Regions from separate parts of the Cricetulus griseus genome. Here region 1 is linked to region 2. The links are chromatin contacts, called in public Hi-C maps. All regions are on one chromosome and are shown on one strand. Each heading gives the region's core, a stretch centred on a gene start, on an enhancer-like site or on the middle of the called end of the contact. The rest is flanking DNA. Distances are from core to core; before and after follow the strand shown. Region 1 overlaps Itga1 (integrin alpha-1). Region 2 overlaps Itga2 (integrin alpha-2).

Region 1 (5,201 bases), core at 598-3,097, 130 kb after region 2:
ACAGGCTCCTTTCCACGAAGACCCCCCTTTTCCCGCCCCTCTCCCAGCCTCCTTTGTTTTAAAATGTTTCTAAATGCCCATCTCAGAGACCAAACTTTGTGACCTCAACTTTTCCATGCAACAAATTCTGTAAGCATTAGTTTTATTAAGGGAAACTGGTTATTTAGACTAGAAATTAAGAGAATATAATTTGCAGTTCCTGCAAACTAAACTGTGACAATCTTGGCCAATGCTGGAAAAACAAAAAGTAAGTTTGTGACCTCTAGACTTTCTCTGGGGTTTTGCTTTTCTGTTTTGGTTTCTGTAATTAAATTATCTTCTTTAGAATTAACCTAGTTCAAAACCTGATGGCAAAAAGTAGTGTCAATGTATAATGGAGGGTAAGTGTTGAATAAAAAAATGAATACCAATAAAGAAAAGATTAAAAAGTGATGCATCGCTATCTCAGTTCTCCTGATCCACAGGCCCTGGATGCATGAAACATGGCCATACTGAGTCTGAGACTTTGTTTTGTTTTCCTACGTGTAACTTTGATGATAAAATTGACATGAATTAGTCACAGCAAGAAATTATTAATTATTAATAATGAAGAATAAAATAGAATAACATTGTGTTTTAAGTAAGGCAAATGTATTTCTTAAATTTCTCAAAGCATTTTATTATACTGCATTAAGTTTTGAAGTATAATTGACTAGATCCTGGGACTATTCAAAGAGAAACTGTGACTATGGGGGGGACCACCATTCCCCTTCAACAAATTACACTGAATGAGGAGCAAAGCTGTAGGACTAGTAAATCATCAGTGGTGGGGCTTTGGTATCAGTGCGAATAAAATTAGAAAACTAGAAAACGTGTCTTCTAGTTTCCCCGAATTTTTCTTCTGACTGTGGCATTCTGTTTTGCATGCTACTCTGAATTGAACCAGGGCCTTTTATTCTAGAACCATTGTACCAGGGACTTTTATTCTAAAACCAAGTATTTCATGTTTCAATGAATTCATGAACTTCTGCCCCATACTGTGCAGCAATGGAATCTATCTAAAAAAATACAGAGGCTTTGGAGATAAATTGTTAGTTGAATCCAACTGTTTACTAGTTGATAATCTTGGGAGAGTTACTCAGCTACCAACCTTACCTTTGTTTTAATGTTTACACGTGCAAAATGCAGTTACAATGCATGGTTACAAAAGTTGTTGTATGGACAACAGAATGAGATCAATGAATAAGTATTCAAAATCTTACCCAGAACATTAATGGCTGTGTAGCCCTGGAAAATATGTGGAACCTGTCTGTACAGTCATTCTCTCATTTACAGACCGAGGTTCATAACAGCCAGGATACTTGAAGGAAGAAGGGTGCTCAACAGAGTTTTTGGCTCACAGTTAGCACCTACTAAGAGGTAGCTCCTCCTGTCTACCTTGGAATCCCAGATCTGATTGGGAAGCCCTTCACAGAGGTATTTGAATTAACTAAACACACTCATTTCGACAGCCCAAAGTTGGTTAACTGACCTTTTGTGGGTGGTAAAAGACGATCTTAGAAGCTATAAGCACACATCACCACAACATTTACTGGAAAAAATGTTTTTACACTTAGGATTTTTTTCAGACCAAGGATGTAAAAACAGGTGGAGGAAAATTCCCTTTTGTTTGTTTGCTTTAAACAGAGGTATGAAGTCAGAGAGAACCCATCCAATATCAGCCCTGGCTTTCCTCTTCTCTTTCCTAAATTCCCTATGAGCATTCCAACTAGTGGAGCTCACACTGCAAGGCCACAGGAGGAGGCATCATCAGGCACAGAATGTATCAGAGGTGCTTTCAAGTGGGAAACCACAGCCTGTGAGGCAACACAAGCCATAAAGCAGGCCTTGGGCACCACGCTGTGGCAAAGCTAGGTATTGCAGAGAGAACTGATGTCCTGGAAGTTCAGAGGAAGAAAAGGATACTTGTGACTTGTGTCTTGGGACTTTGCTGGGGAAGGACCATAGATTCTATTTATGCTACTTGTTCATATTCTCCTTTGGGGAAAGCTCCCAAAGAGGAAGGTTGCCATCACAGAAGCCAGGTAGGGTAACTCAGCAGGAGAGAAACTTGCTATATAAACTATTTAGTTAAATCTGTCGTTCATATATTAGAAACATGAATATGTAGTCACATTTCCATTTTTGCATAATTTTATTTAACAAAGCAGTAGGTGAAATATAGGAACATGTTAATGCCAGACAGAATTCAAATTCCACTTTTAATTGAAAAAATCATTGAATTCAACTTTTCTATGGAATTTTGTTTTCTGGTAAATTCACCTAAAAGCTATCACCATAGCTTGCTTGAAAATGGATTGTTCTTAAATTTCTCGCCTTAAACCATCTCACTAAATATATCGATTAACTTGAGAGGAAACAGATTGCCACTTGGTTTTCTGAAGGGATTTGATATGGGGGTCTTTGAACTTTGTTCTTTATTATACCAGCCAACTATTAATTTACTTGTTCCTTATACAGCCACACAATTATTGAAGAAAGTGTGTTTTTTCTGTTTATTCATCAAAGAAGCATGTTTTTGAGACAGGGTTTCTATGTGTAGCTTTGGAGCCTATCCTGGCACTCACTCTGTATACCAGGCTGGCCTTGAACTCACAGAGTTCCACCTGCCTCTGCCTCCGGAGTGCTGGGATCAAAGAAGCATTTTATCTCTAAGATGCAGACTGGTGTGGCTAAAACACATGACACTATTCCTTGTATGTCCTTAATCAACATAGGAATTCAGTTTTTTTCCCAGTTTTTTTTTTTTTTGAGACAGGCTTTCCTCTGTGGTTGTCCTGGAACTCCTCTGTAGACCAGGCTGGCCTTGAACTCATGGAGATCTGCCTGCCTCTGCCTGCTGAGCGCTGGGGTTAAAGGCCTGTGTCATCACAGCCCGGCTATTTTTCTTACTTTTAAAAGCAATAACTATCCTTACTAAAATTTTAGCTTATTGTTCAATAGTCCTCAATAATCCCTACCTGTAAAGAGGTTTCCCAGGAGTTTTATAGATGTTTGTACCCCACTTAGGGCATACATTTTCCTTTTCAAAAATGAGATGTATAAAACTCAATGTGTGAAATTTTGCTTTTAAAAAATTCTTACTTAGCATATAAATGTTTATATGCTAGTATATTCCAAAGCATTGGTAACCCATAATTTATTTTGACATCCCCCACCCCCGCCTCGCTGGAACAAAAAGTGACAGTGACGGTGGTGCTTACCTTCCAAAGTGCTAATATAAGCAGCATCAAGAGCAGTAGACCAGCGAAGGCACTCAGGAGGATGACCCACAGTGGCACTCTGCCTGGGACTCCATCTTTGGAGATTTGAATAGCCAGCTGAAAATGATTATTAAACCAGGTTGGTAACACTGATAAACAACCATAGAACTCCTGGAACACAGAGTTCTTACAGGCTATATTTTCTACCAAACAATGTAATTAATCTCATGACTGTATACAAAAAGAAAAACACCCATTGGGTTTACATTTGGAAATGCCTTTCAGTTACTCTAAATGTCCAATAATATCAAATTTATTATCACCAAAAGAGAAGCCCTTCAAAACAGAATTATACAACTTATATAGTATGGCTCACCCAGATGGGATATGTAATTTTTTCCAGGACAAGATGAGAAAAGCATGCCTTTGTCTAAAACAAGTCCTTTGGCTTTAAAAAGTCAAGAGTAAAATACTTGTATTTTTACCAAGGACTCAGCTTGAAAGGCCTCACTTTTTTTTGGGGGGGGGAGGATTTTCAAATGGCTAAGTGAAAGAGTTTCAAAACCTTATATATATATACACATACATACATAAAAGCATATGCACATAGGTACATACATGTATAATACACACATTTATATATATACATATGCAAGCATTTTCTGTAAGTAGATTGAAGGCCACCTGCATTATATACTGTTAGATCTTAAAGAGGAAACTCACAAGCATCCCCTTTGTCACTAAAGTGAAAGTAGAAACATCAAGTTACTGTCATGGAGAAAAGCAATAAAGGTAAACTCGGCTGGTGACATGAGTTGTCAACATCATGCTTTTCCTAGCTTCTGAGGAGAAGAACAAGCCTGAAATCCCACCAGAAGCCAATAAGAAGGAAGTCCAAGAGTGTCTGACAAGAGCATCAAATCGGTCACAGCTTCCATCCCTGGGTACTGACAGAGAACGCCACAGGCAAGCTTGGTTTGAAACGCAGCCCGCTTACCTCTCGTTTCCGATTGCTGCTACTTAACGTCAGCATTGTGTTTTCACTTTGAAGTTCTCCCCTTATAGTAAGATTGAAGCTGGAAAATTGAGTCTGAAAGGCAGGTAGGACCCGTTATTAATGTACCGTGCTAATCAAGATGAGAGATGGTCATGTGTGAGCAGTACAATTATTACACCTGCTGCAGTAACCCATGCAAGATCCGGCAAGATCGGGGCAGCTAAAGAACTGGTATGGACTGGGAAAGGAGCTCCTGAGGTCCCATCTCGACCAGAGGAACTGTTGATGGTTGCTGGGGGAGGAAAAGTCACTTTTCTTTTTTAAAAAATATATATTTTAAAATAAAAATATACTTACATCACTCACTTCTCACTTCCTCCCCTCCAGTATCTCCAACAAAACCCCTATTCGCTTTCAAGTCATTATCTCTATTCTTTAATTACTAATGTTACATATAAGTAAATACAAACACAGTCTGTTGAATCTATTTAGCATGGCTGCGAGTGTGGCCGCTGGAGGGTTCCCCATGTCCCAGTGGATGGATGACCCCACACCTACATATGTGGGCAGCGCTAATTAGATTTGGTAGGTTAAAAAATAAATAAAAAGTTATAGAAGGAAGACATGATGTTGGAGGTGGTTCTGGGAGGAGCTGGAGAGGGGAGTGCCTCGGGGTAGATATGATCAAAAGACATTGTGTACTTTTGAAAAACAAAATAGAAAGAAATTTGTTCTGTGAGATTAATACAGTGGTGCCTGGGGTTATCTCCTCCTTCCTTTCTCCTCCCTCCAAATTGTCCATTAGATTCTTCTTACAGAATGTGAATAAAAACTGCAAAATAATTTCCAGTTGGATTTTTCTCTAGGAAAGCAAACTGCAACCTTTGCTGGCCTCTCATGCATGTAGGCATAGGATGGCTACATTCTGATGATAAAGACTATGCATAGGCACTTGTTAAGGA
Region 2 (5,525 bases), core at 81-2,580:
CAGTATGACATTATACTTTATAATTTAGAGTAATCACTGTGCACCTATCATAAAATGGCTTTCATTTTCTTTATTCTTCACAGTTAAAAGGCAAGTTTCACTGTTTTATAAAGTAACACTGCTAGCTAGAAAAATATCTGTTCAGTTAGGCATTCCTAGTTTGCTGTGAAGATGAGCAGTACATAATTTTAAGTGAATCCAGTATCTTTATTACACTATTTTACCTTGCTGCTGTTTATAGAATTGTGTGGTTACCAAGCAGGAAGCGACTCAGGTTTTTAAGATCACATTTTGTGATATACCATTTATGAAATGGAAATTTTAACCTGACATCTCTTGAGTCCTATACTTACTTTTAAATCAAAGGTATGATTGAATGGACTACATAACTTCCTTTCAAACACTGCCTACCCGCCAACCCCTCCCCCAATAATTTCTTGAGAACATTCATCTTTGCTTAAAATTTCTTGAAAAATACAGGAGTCCTTTAGTAAACACTGGGCATGGGACTCAATGGGGACATTTGTTATTGTCATGACTGTGGGGGAAGATGCAATCTGTCCCTGAGTTGGTAGAGGTAATGGATGCTGTGTCAAACCCTGTAAGGAACAAGACAGCCCCTCCCCTCATAGAACTACCTGCTCCAAAATTACAGTATTGCTAAGGTCACAGACCCTGGGCTAGTGTGACAAATGGTTTAGAGACTGTGTCAGGGTCTTAGTTGTAACCCAGCCTTACCCCTTAAAAACTGAAAGTCAAGGCTCATCAAAGGTCTCAAGCTCTGTGTGTATAGGAGTAGATAACCCCAGTTTACTGCCTGTAGGAGGAGAGGAAGGCAGTAAAATAAAGGAAAGGTGTGCCATGGGCACTGATAAAGCACACTAGAAAGCTAGTGTGTGTGTGTGTGTGTGTGTGTGTGTGTGTGTGTGTGTGTGTGTGTGTGTGTGTGTTAGGCTAACATAGCATGTGAAGTATTCTCTATGAACCTAATGACTGTTTTCTCCAGTCTAAAAGAAAATTTTGGTTAGAATGACCCACTGACTCTACACAGCTCTTAAAAGAACTGGTCTCTGGATCTACTAAGAGAGTATCAAGCTGTTTTTGCGGTGCCTCCCTGACATTTACGGCTAATACTTTTCCCCTTCCATTTGTCTGGCTTTATCAAGAATGAAGTAAGCCACTAACTGGTCCAATTAGCTCTGGACCGACACTCAGGAGCCTGGCCATCCATACACACACGGGCAAGCTGTTTTTCCTCTGACCTCTCTGGTTTCCATTCTCAGATGTTGTGCAGTAGGAAATCCTTATGGTAACTTCTAACACTGAGTCACTTCTGAGCCTCCCCCCCCCCACTTCCCCTTTCCTAAGGAGAACAATGAAGTTCCTAGCGGTTAAGGATTGGGCCAAAGCTTCATGCATATAGTGTGTGACAGAGTGGTTTCTACTGTTGTTCCTTGAACCCCTTTCTTCTGGCTCTCTTCTGGAGAATGTATAGGCTCAGAAATAAGCTGCAAAGGGTGGAGAAGGTACAACTCCCTGGAGTGCAGCCTCTTTACATCACCATGACTGGCTGCTTGTCAAAAGGAGGACCTTGGGCTTTCGACCAGCCTGACCTAGTGAGAGTTTAAAGACTTAATGCATAGTTTTGCCTGCCTGAGTCAAGCACAGATGGCACACCTACATTAGTGGTTTCAGCTGCTCCTCTAATCTACAAATCCCTGAGCTGTTCCAATTCCCTTATTTATAACTGCTACAGCTACACATCCAGGCTTGGTTTTCTTTCTTGTGTAGCAACAAATGAAAACAGTCCCCTAAAGCTAAGGAGTGTGGAGAGTAATCACAGGTGTGTGGACTAAACAGGGGTCTCTCTCATCCCAACACCTGGGGTGGTGTGTGGGTGGTGTGTTGGGATTCATGGTGTGGGAGATGGGGCTGGCAGATAAAGGAAAGTGATAACTGCTGGAGAGAAAGGCAGGCCCCTTCTGTCATTAAGGGCAGTAGGGAAGGGGAGACATGGGAAGCAGTTAGCAAAATAAATTGTTCATCTCTAGCAAATGCACTAGGTTCCTCCCAGCTAGCTAATCAACTGAAAGAGAACTCTTGCTATTCCTAGAAGGAGTGCCCCTCCCCCTTTCCTTTGGCAAGGGATGGTCCCAGCAGACAGTTATACTATAAATTTGTAACAGTATAGACAGTATAGGTTACTAGTAAATTTTCATGTTTTGGCTTTTGAACTGGCCCTTGCCCAGCATAATGTTTTCTTTAGTAGGTCGTATATTTATTTTCAAATATATATATATATATATATATATATATATATATATTCTGTATTTCTCTTGATAATTCAAGCATGTTTATAGTAAGATAGGACTCAGAAGAGGCAGTCAGGGCCTGAAAGAAAGCAGTAAGTTTTATTTTTTTAAGATCCTGCTAAGTGAGCACTCTATGATTAAGCTATGCCCCAGCATCATTTCACCTTTTGCTTTTAGACAGGATCTCCTTAAGTTGTTCAGGATAGCCTTGAATTCACTGTACAATTCAGGGAGACCGCGGCCTCAGACTCCTGTCTTAATTTCTCCGGTAGCTGAGATTACTGTCCTGCAATAGCAGAACCTTTTTTTTTTTTTTTTTTTTTTTTTTTTTTTTTTTTTTTTTAAAGAAACTAGTTTATAAATAAGATTGTCATTTAACAGTGTCCTCTATGGCAACCATGGATGAGCAGCATAAATTGAAAAAAACAATCTATGCTGGTTTTCTCTCTTTTTAACAAACATTAATATTTATTATAGTAATATAGTTATATATATGTGGAAGTACTCAGTATTATATATATTATCTACAATATAAGTTATGTCACAGTTTTATATATACATATATGTAATATGTACTTATATATGCTATATTGATAATATATAACATACATAATATGTGTTATGCATTATATACATATCAGGTACTTTCCACTTTTTCTGATACTGTTAATTAAATTAAAAAGAGCATTCCCCATGCACTTTACCACCCCCCCATATGAAAATGTTACAATTTTCTTGAAGGCTTGTCATGCATAAATACATCCCATCTTCCTGACACAATAAATGTTAGCATGTAAACACTGGACTAGCCAGTCTAGAGATTACTCTGTTTTCCTTTCTATATAATGTCTTTGGTCTTCCTAGCCCTAACCACCACCCACAATGTCTTCTTCCCCAACTGACCAGCAGTTACTCTAAAATTATCAGGCTAGTTTCCCTGTTAAATTATTTAAAGCTGGACTGTAAGAGAAATCCATTCACCACACAGTGAACCCTAGCAGGGATGTCGCCAGCCACCATGCCGTGGTGTCGCGGGGGTTTAGCTGTTGAGTTCTGTGGTCTCATCCGTCTCATCTGGATTTTGGATTATTTTTTTATATTGTCTTTTGAAGAAGCCAAGCTGTAAGGTGACAACATAGCCTGTTACCACCCTGTGACTACAGTTACCTTTGATCATTACCCAACAAGCATATCTATTCTCACGGCACTGTGCCCAGAAAAAGAATGACATTACCACCCATGACTTCCTCAGCATGTGCCTTTGACCTGCTTTGTTGCCCATTTATCTGCAGCCCATCTGACTGCCTGCAGGTTTAGAGGGACTGGTGCAGAGGCTGCTGGCTAATGTCTGAGCACCCATATGTTGAGGAACTTTATGTCCAGAGAGTTAAGTTTCATTGTACGAAATTGAGTATCTGTCATAGCTATTTGAAACTGAACAAAATGTTCAGGGTGCTGGGTGACAGGGAGGTTAAAACAAAAACCAAGTCCTTATTGGATTTTCAAAGACTTGAGTAAGAAAGTAAAAACATCCTTGTATTTCTTTTCTCAATGGCAAGACATTCCATGCCATGCAACACAGGGGCCTTTGGTAGTACCACATTTTAGCCATGAAGTTTGCTTACCTTCCACAAACCTGCAACCAGAGCCAGCAGCAAGAGGATCCCAGCAATTATGCTTCCTATTATAACCCCTGTTGGTACTTCTGCTTTCTCAGTGGGTTTCATTATCATAAGGGGAATCTGTAAATGCATACACATGCTCACACTGAATTATCTATGTAGCAGAAAAGTAATATGGCCTAACACAGTTCAATAACTTATACATATGATCTACAGTTCTAGAGGGGAGCTGTAACTTGTCATCATGGCATTCGTCCCTCAAGCATCATATGAAACATACTGCAGAGACAACTTGAGAACTTGTAATGCACAATCTTTCTACTTTATCTTCTTCAGCTCTATTGCTGTCTTATGGCTGTGCTGAGCTGAAGGCATCAAATGCTTTCATTGTTTAAAGTAGGGACTTCAGTTTCTGGTGCACTGTGTGTGTGTGTGTGTGTGTGTGTGTGTGTGTGTGTGTGTGTGTGTGTGTGTGTGTGATCAAATGAGATCAAAGCATCCGAGGCAAGGGGTTGCAAATATAGCCTCATCCAACCCTTCAGTCAATAACTCTGTATCAGTTTTTAAAATACTGATTTCGATCTTATTCATGTTTGATATAACACACTTGGAAAAGTAGAACGGATAGAATATTGCAGGGGTGAGGTTGACATTTTCAGTGATGACATTGTCCTTGGGCACATTTATGACTTTATGCCCATGTCCCACAATGATCTTTGTGGCAGTGGAGTAGAATGGCAACCCCATTCCAGTGACACTTTATACTCTTTTTCTTAGTTAAGAAGAGGAATCTCCACAAAATATTCTTAGAGTTACAGAGCAAAGGGGGACAAAAATTTATTTACTTGATACCATGTTAAACTGTAATGACAAAGGAGCTGTCGTTTTTGTTTGTTTGTTGCTTCTTGTTTTGTTTTGTGAGACAGGGTTTCTCCGTGTAACCTTGGCCATCCTGGAACTCATTCTGTAGACCCACCTGGCCCTGAATTTAGAATTCAAGAGATTGGCCTGTTTCTGCTTCTCTAGTGCTGGGATTAAGGGCATGCATCACTGCCACCACCTGGCAAGCTGCTTTTCATGGTGGGATAAATAGGAAGCCAGCTCTGTGACTATGTTTCTCCTCTTTTGTGTTGAAAAGCTAAATTGTTCTTTTATGAATGAACAATTTTATCAATGAAGTTACTGTGAATTTGTGCAGTTCACTGCTGTGTAGTAGTATGGTACCAAGGTCATATTCCAGAGCCCACCCATCTGACACTTGGATCACCCTGAACCCTTGAGCACAATGCCTCATGTGTCTGATTTTGAAGTGGGCCTATGAAGGTGTGTGCCAATATATTATTTGGGTTCCAAGAGTTTCTCAAAAGGTTATCCAGATTATTGTTTGGATTACAGGATTTCCCAGTCACAAGTAGAAGTCAGTCTCTGCTTTTAATTAGTACTGCATATAGAAAAACTAGGAAAGGAAAATTCTGGTGGATTTGTGAAAATGAAACTTTGAATTTTCAGTTAATATCTTCAATGGCTGCTTTCAGGAAAGGAAGACTTTAGTAGAGTTTACCTATCCCTTAATGCTACATTTTTCTAAAGC

The links. A called contact is a pair of places that touch in the nucleus more often than the background predicts.
Region 1: a Hi-C map of the CHL-YN cell line shows a contact between it and region 2, with 8 times the contacts expected there. The contact joins two enhancer-like sites. A contact is called at or near these places in 7 of 8 Hi-C or Micro-C datasets (the CHK-Q cell line, the CHL-YN cell line, the CHO-K1 cell line and 3 more).

Annotation. Positions count from the first base shown.
Region 1 is chr2:332,784,539-332,789,739 of CriGri-PICRH-1.0, forward strand. Itga1 (integrin alpha-1) reads right to left here. Exons shown (of 29, transcript XM_027401425.2): 27 at 4,240-4,332; 28 at 3,243-3,359. Among named protein-coding and RNA genes, the nearest start is that of Itga2, 62 kb to the left of the region's middle. Within about 2 kb of position 1,848, at least 5 of the 6 cell types and tissues checked have open chromatin away from gene starts, as enhancers often do.
Region 2 is chr2:332,656,006-332,661,530 of CriGri-PICRH-1.0, forward strand. It overlaps Itga2 (integrin alpha-2), which reads right to left. Exons shown (of 30, transcript XM_035438786.1): 29 at 3,938-4,054; 30 at 3,151-3,432. The coding sequence ends at 3,352. Among named protein-coding and RNA genes, the nearest start is that of Mocs2, 16 kb to the left of the region's middle. Within about 2 kb of position 1,331, at least 1 of the 6 cell types and tissues checked has open chromatin away from gene starts, as enhancers often do.